Linked DNA regions of Anas platyrhynchos: region 2 is linked to region 1. The links are chromatin contacts, called in public Hi-C maps. All regions are on one chromosome and are shown on one strand. Each heading gives the region's core, a stretch centred on a gene start, on an enhancer-like site or on the middle of the called end of the contact. The rest is flanking DNA. Distances are from core to core; before and after follow the strand shown.

Region 1 (3,875 bases), core at 1,029-3,528:
GACTGAAAGAATCAATTGAGGCGATCCAGCGGCAGCAGAACAAAAGATCTCGGCCAGTGTAATTAGCTAAGTATTGCATGCTGTTCTTTCTGCCCCCACTTAGTTAATCAATCAGGACACTGAGCAATGATTCGCATTTCAGGCAGATGGCTGAGTGACAGACGCCTCTTCCTCTGATAGATGGGCTGCTTGAAACACCGGCCAGAATCACCAGGGCTCCTCTGAAAGCCACGTTTGGGCTGTAATGTCTATGTACATCATTTTCAGCAGGAGCTGAAGCCATCTGCCTGGTAGATGGATACCTACTGCCTTCTTCCAAAGTGCAGGCAGTTCTCATGACAAGCAGTGCCAGTACAAATGGCAAGGAAGTCACCCCAACGAACAGTGCAGAGCTGAGCCCTGTGGCACACGTCGTCTCGTGCCTCTGTTTGGCACTCAGGTAAACAGCACTGCACCAGCTGTCTCTTTACAGCCATCATCAGCTCACGGCAGTGGAAAGCACAAGCAATTGTAAGAAAATGAACTCCTTGTCCCCAGAGCTGCTAGGTAAATGAGCCTGGCTCTCTGTGGTGGGTGCAACAGGGCCTATTAAACTGCATTTCTTTGTCTCTTTGATTTGAGGAGGAATGCTAGGAAGGAAGAGAGCAAGGCAGCTTGATTAAATCTAGCTTCAGAGTCACCACGACTGGGCTTTGTGTGTGTGTTTCTGAGGCACAGATGTGCAGAAGGACAGCCGGGGAGTTAAACAGGCCAGCACGGAGGGATGCCTTGGTTTGATTTTGGGGTCAGGTGCAAGCTGTTTTATGCAGTCAGCAAATCCCTCAGTCTGCCCATACTTTCACCTGCGAAATAGAAAGCACAGCACTTCGTCTTTTTGTGTGCCTTCTTTAGGGGAGGAAGGCACTTGAACACAAACACAGCATTGCAGCTGCGCCTTTGGGAGGGATCGCCAGAGTGCACTTCTGTGCCAACAAAACTGGTCGAGAGGCCACCACCACTGCGCTGTTTTCATACATTAGAAGGAAAATCCAGTGAGGGCAATAATGCAGGACAGAATCAAGCTGCTAAGCCGCTGTTCAGATCTGGAGGGCTGTCCAACCAGCAAAAGAGAGATTCAACAAAAAGAAGGTAATCTGCCTCCGGTGCTAATTCCGCTTGAGGAACAGATGCTGGGACTTCTGCTGCAACTGTTGCTCTGTGCAGCTCTTCAAAGGGCCAGCTTTGTATGTTTTTAATTACTGTGCTGGCAAGTGTGAAAGAAAACAGCAGCTCAATATGAGTGTTCACAAAAGTTTCTGCTGGGACAGCTGCAAAGTCAGACGTGCAGCTCTAAGATTTGTTGTCTCATTTCCCTCTGGTTTTACTCTTCTCCTGCCAGGCCCTTTGAATGTGATCTGAATTCTTTAAGCTCATCCAAGCTTTTCACATATTCAATACAGTCTAGACATGACCTGTTTTTAACTTATAGGTTAAGGACGCTCCTCTACAAGAAAGAATATCCTTAAAATGTCAGCCTGGTGGATGTGGGTCCAGAGCCACGTCGTGGGCCTTGCTGCTGTCATTCTGTGCAGTCCCTTTGCTGTCCACGTAGTGCTGGTGGAAGAACCGCTGAAGGGCTGTAGTGGTGCTTGGCGTGAAGAAAGCTGGGGAAAATCCTGCCCAAAATTTAGGCCACTGGTTAGATTCGAGAGGTCTGTAATGTTAGGGTCAGCGGCACAACTGACGACAGTGCAGTTTGTCTCATGAATCACCGCTCACTGCTTCTTGGATTAAGCCAGGTCTAGCACAGGCAGCGGATCAAGCTGCTACAGAGAGGGGCCTGCAAGCTTCAGGGCTCAAAACACGGGCTTGCATTGAATCTGGAAGCCTTGAGAAGGGGCTGGTACTGGCCTTCTTTAGTCATAGCACAGTGAAATACCTATTCCAAGGCCTTTCAGGGCAGTGCTGCATGGATATTGCTTTCTTACAACGGGAGGAGCTTTTCTCTGAAAAATACTTCAGTATAGGCTTCATCCAAAGACCGTTAAATGGAAAAGGCATATACTGAGTTCAGCAATGCTTGGGCGAGTCCCCATAAGGGTATTAGTTAACCTAATATCAAACAGCCCAAACAGTGCCTGCCACAGTGTTTCTGCCTTGAGGTTCCAAGTGTACTTTTTGTTTTGTCCTCTCAGAACTTTTACGCAATCTTAACATTTTCTGCAGCTCATTTGACTCAGCTGTTGTTGCAAGCTTGTTTCTCAGAAGGGACGTTTTCATCATTCACAGGATCTATTTTTAAGTCCCTCAAAGATTGCTTAAGCGAGAATGATATCCCTGCGAGCTGTACAGGATGCTGTGGGTATGGCAGCTGATCTTGGGGACGCTGCGGAGTGCCTTGGACCTGAAACAATTGACCACATTCATTGAAATGGCAGGGAGACCAGAGGGAAACAGAATGTAGTTACCTTCACTGGAATTTGGCCAGCATCCCGGCTACCACTAATGCCTCTGCTCTTGTAGGAATGTCCTGGGATTTTCATTAATGTATGATTCAGCTTATAAAAACATGTGCCTGCTGCCTTAGCCCCTGGAGCTATGGCAGTTAAAGAAAGGCGATTTAGCCAATGCGTAACGACTGGCTTTAGCAGGCACGTTCCCTTCCATTCTAGTTACTTCTGCTCCCCTCACCCTTTGTTCTCTTTCCCATCCCCAAAATGCAAGAGTAAAGTTTCCAGTGCATTGCATAAACTACACAGGCAGCAAGCCCCTGCTCTCCGTTCAGGTGGTGTTGGGGTGCTGTTCCCATTGCGCATGAAGCAGGAATACAGTTCTTCAGTGCTTAAGACTGAAATGGAAAAGGTTTTGCAATACTGAGATAAAGTGTTCCCTGTGCCCAGACCAACTAAGCTCGTCTGCATTTGGAGTCACCTCATGTTTTTAGTGCTGATACCTCCGGGACAGGACGTACGTGTGAGAAGAGTCCAGCAAGTCAAAGTGGCATTCTTGTGGCACAGGAGCTAAGTCACTTTTGTGTACTGTTCTAATTTAGGTGTAAAACTTGAGTAAGCCTGAAAGTACTCATGGAGGACATGCCTTCGTAATCCAATTCTTTCCTGGGATCAAACGTCTTCCACTGCTGATGTCTAAACAGGTCATTCCACATTGCCCTTGTTAATGGGAATCTTGTACTTGTTTGTCCAGTCAGTTTATTTTCAAGGACATTTTTGGAAACAGAAAAGAAGCAAAAAAAAATTGAGAGAACTGTGAGAAACCAGGAAATCATACCAAGCGGCAGAAAAGGCAGGAAGAGGATGCACATTTTCAGTTTGTGTTTCTGAATTAGTTGCAGTGGACTTTTCAGTGGCACACATGGCAGAACAAGGATTTGAAACCCTTACTCTGGAAAGGCATTTACGTGTCAAACTGCTGGGTCTAACCTTCGCATTTTCAGGTGCAGGGCAAAGTGTAAATACACGCTTCCACAAAGTTAGCAGCCATTTGGAGCATGTGTTGAGGTTTGTCTCACAGAAAAGTTTCAGAAGAGAAACATAAAAGTGAGAGCTCTCCAGCATGCAGGAAGAAGACAGTGGGCAATGTGCCTGGGGTTTATACAGGTATGTTTACCTTGTTACCTCGTGCCACCTGACAGCATCACTGGCACTGGAAACTTCAACCTGCCTCAACCTGAACTCCACCTAAATTCATTGATGTCTACTGCAACTAAAAATAGTTTTGCCAAAAAGTGTTTGGCTCGATAAATAGGTAAGCTCCAAAACTCAGCCAGAAATCACCTCTCCTAAAAGAAGGTATTCCTTGCATACCCCATCAGCTTTTGGATCATTAAGGTCCACTTCTGCAGTATAAAATCAGCAAGAAGGTTCCCAGATTGCTGT
Region 2 (3,875 bases), core at 886-3,385, 90 kb after region 1:
TGGACAAGATTAAAGGCTTTCTTTTTCTCTTCATTTTCCCAGTTTACGGTGTGAATTTGGCAGTATCTGCTATGTCATCAGTGTTAAAGTTGCCGCAGGACCTGTTAGCTGCCAGCATTGCATCAGCTCCGTTGCCTGCCCCGAGTATCTTTGCTCCGAGGCATCTGTTGGGGTGCCAGCCTGACCTGGATGCCCAAGTTACCTCATCACTGGAGGTGTCCATGAGGAACCAGGGGTCTCTTTTCCAGCCTGGGTGTTTACAACTGAGGGATCACTTTCCGCATTTTTTGAAGTGAATTTTTTACTAATATGTTTGTCCAAACTCTTTTGCAAGTATAGTGCAGGTGTAGCCCTTGAGGAACAGGTATAAAGGATAAGGGATGGGGTGGTTTATTATTATTAATAAAGTTCCGCATTTTGAAATCTTACAGATCTTAGAACAGTGTCAGCTCTTGCTCCTGGTTTTGTTGAAGGCAACTGAGCTATACCAAATTTGTACCAATTAAAGGTCTAATTATTTATGTCTTCACTCAAGTCAGGAATTAGCTGCTGCATTTGCAAGTTTTATCACTCAGCCAGTTTGTCTGGGATGAATCAGGATCTGACACTGTGGGTTTTACAAGAGCAGTTCTGCCCCACTTGCCAAGAGGAGTTTAATCGTGCGCTGCTTTTAATTGCTTCCTGACAGTTGTGCTCTGCAGTAGCACCAGCGTAACCAGAAGCTGTTGCAAGCTTGGCAGATGAACCACGTTCAGCTCCCCCCAGATCCCTAATGGAAGATAGCTGTTCTGGAGACACTGCGTTGCTCACTGCTGTGTTACGCTCCAGTTCTAGCCCTTTTCCCTTATTGGGCAATAATAACACTAATTATAAACTAAGCTTAAGGAAGCAGAGTGAAGCAAGGTGCTATTTTCAGGTGTCACAGGAGGCTGAAGGTAGGAATTTCTGGCATTCACCAGACACCCACACGCAGACAAGGCTGTGCCATTCTCCAGCCCTCAGCTCCGTGTCAGGGACAGTCTCCTGACTGATTCAGGGGGGACTGGATCAAGCCCTCGGTCTCTGCCATTCGGTGCACGCGTACCTCCATCCTGCCTCCTCCTCAGAGATCACCTGCATGAGTCTGCAACATGAGCCGGAGATCATGTGTACTGCGGCGCTTCCTCTCTTGGCTTAAGCTCGGCTAAGATTCGGTTACCCTTAATCCACGTTTCCAGGATCAGGTAGGTGTGGAAACAATGCAAGGTTATCCTGCGCTGAGCTGGTACGGCATGTCTTCTGACTTCAGTTCACAGCTTCGCCCTCCGTGTGTTGTATTGTTACAAGGATACTGGCCAAAAGGGTTTAAAATATCTGTGGCTCAGAGGATTGGCTCTGCTACTCCTTGAAGCTTTTTACCGATCAAATCAAGGGCTAATGTGCTTTGCTTGTGATCATCCCTTGTGCTTTCACAAGTAAAAGATTAATGCTGGGGGCTCATACTCCTTCCAAGTACAAAGAGAGTCTTTAAATCTCTGCAACGGAGAAGGCAAAAGCATGGGGTTTTTGTAATAAACAGTTTTGCCAGCTTTCCATCCTGCCAGCAAGTTTCCTTGTTTCTTGGGGCAAGGAGCGTAACGAGAGAGCTCTGTTTTAAACACACCTACACATGAAATGGTAAAAGGGTGCTTGGTTCAGCTCACCCCCTATAAACCTCCACTTCAGCTCTCCTTAACACAATCTGTCACAACAAATGGTGAAAGGAAAAAGGTGTCCCTCTTTTGTTCTTCTATCTGATGATGAGGGAGTGCTTTGTCCTTCTGAAATCTGCATGGAAAACCTCCTGGTGAAGTGGTTCTGCTTCTCAGTGTCTGCCAACGCAATTCTGTGGAGCAGAACATCAGTCAGTGCAAATGTCAGTTTGTGCCGCTACGCAGTCTGACCCTAACAAGCAGTTTTTGCCTTGGACATTTTCCCGTACCCTTTCTTTTCCCAGTCTCAGGCAGTGCTAGGAGAGTCCTCTCTTGGCCTGTGTTTTATATCTGCAGAGGGCATTTTAGTCTGTTTACATTATTCAGGACATGCTGCACCATGAAAATTTCGGTGAGACAAGGACTTGGAAGATGTGTCAGCGCCTCTTGGCTTCATGCATTATAGGAGTAGGCGAGGTTGACCTTCAGGCTGTCACATTTGGGATTTTGGTGTTACACAGGTCCAGTACTGCTCCTCGTTCTTGCAGGAAGAGTTGGAAACTGCAGGGATGCGTGCTAGAGCAGGGGAGCGATCCCCATGGAAAACAGGGAGGATTAAAGCCGAGCACAAAGGCTGGGGCAGAGGAGAGTCTGCGCGGCACATTCAGGGTACTTGATTGTTAAACCCCTGCTTCGACTTTCCACTGCACCATTATGTACTTGAAATGAGGTTGTTGGTTGTGTTTTTTTTTTTTCTCCTGAGAGCTGCTGGAAGCCTTCTTAGTGTCGGTGACTGGAAGAGCCCCCGGCTGGCTGTGCTGTGCAGGACGCAGCAGCAGGACAGCTGCCTGGCTGCACGGCACCTGGCTGTCACATCTCATCCTGCATTTCTATAAGCACCCACGAGAGATCAAAACAGCATTGTCTGGGCTTCCACCCCCTGGTGGCATGTGATCCTTTCAATGACTGCACCAGCAGTCACTTTAAAATGAAGGGAACCTTTTGAGAAAAGCTCTCCTTCTGCATCTGTAGGAATCCCATGCTGCCAGCCTGCTCGGTGCATGGTGTGGGAGTCCCACAGGCAGCCCAGCCTGAACTGCTCCGTGGGGATGCTCGTCTGCCCGTGCTCTTTGGTTTGCAAACACGAGGGGGGACGTGTGGTGTGAGTGCTGGGAATGGCTCATGATTCGCTCGGGAAAGACAAAAATGTAGCAGTGAACAGAAGTGAGCATTAGTAATTTTAAATGCCTCTCGGTGTTTCTTCACATTCCTCTTCCTTGAAGGAGCTGGCCTGCTGTTTACATGCGAAATCCTTCTGCTTTTACCTAGGCGGAGTGAAACTCCAGGCCGACCTCACTCCTGGCATTCAACCAAACTTGCGGAGAACCAACCCGATCCCAGCATGATGCAAATATCTCAGGGCACGCTTGGCATCCCCTGGCCTCAGTCCTACCACTCCAGGTAAGCACTACACAGCTGCGGTCCTGTGCTGCACGTAGCCAGAGGCGTAGAGCCACCAGCTTTTTTTTATTTCTTATTTTTCCTCTTTTTACATACCTTATGTGGGTGTAGAATCAGGCTCCCAAGCTAGCGTGCTTCTAAGCCATCCCACAAATCCTATGTCTTTATTTCCAGTGTCACACTGCCTTCGGGGAGGCTCTGCCTCGTACCCAAGTATCCGTCTTGGTGTTGCTGACTGCAAGGTCACAGTCTACATCTCAGGCTCAGGAGTGAAGGAAGGGGACAAAAGATTTGATGGCAAAATGTTACCGTCTGCCTCCATACAGCTGGTGGGTTTACAAACGGCCAGGGTTAGGATTGGAGGTAGGAGGGTTTCTCTTCCTCTTTGGTTACCCTGATAAAGCAGATGTGTATTCCTCAGTTAAGTGCTCTGTGAGGTGATTAACACCTATGCAATGAATTGCTTTCAAAATTCCCCTTCCTGCCAAGATGGGAGCCCACTGCCAGCACACTGAGGCTCTGGGTACTGATACAGGAGCTGGAGTCCTGCTCAGCGTCCTGCAAAGTGTCCCCGTGCAGAAACACAGCAAATTTATTTCCCCAGCAGGGGAAAAGAAATCCAACATGAAACCGAACCTATTAAGGAAGATAAAGGTTTGGCAGCAGGGCTGCTGCACCCATCATCATCGCCGAGCTGCTCTCCAGCAGAATTGCATCACTGTCAGTACTCCCAGGGTGAGAAGT

The links. A called contact is a pair of places that touch in the nucleus more often than the background predicts.
Region 2: a Hi-C map of skeletal muscle shows a contact between it and region 1, with 2.6 times the contacts expected there. The contact joins two enhancer-like sites. A contact is called at or near these places in 6 of 8 Hi-C or Micro-C datasets (F1 follicle, F5 follicle, liver and 2 more).

Annotation. Positions count from the first base shown.
Region 1 is chr4:18,792,018-18,795,892 of IASCAAS_PekinDuck_T2T, forward strand. The region is part of intron 3 of SHROOM3 (shroom family member 3); the gene reads left to right. Among named protein-coding and RNA genes, the nearest start is that of SHROOM3, 31 kb to the left of the region's middle. Within about 2 kb of position 2,279, at least 3 of the 8 cell types and tissues checked have an H3K27ac peak or open chromatin away from gene starts, as enhancers often do.
Region 2 is chr4:18,882,201-18,886,075 of IASCAAS_PekinDuck_T2T, forward strand. It overlaps SHROOM3 (shroom family member 3), which reads left to right. Exons shown (of 13, transcript XM_038178963.2): 6 at 3,000-3,131. Among named protein-coding and RNA genes, the nearest start is that of SEPTIN11, 45 kb to the right of the region's middle. Within about 2 kb of position 2,136, at least 1 of the 8 cell types and tissues checked has an H3K27ac peak or open chromatin away from gene starts, as enhancers often do.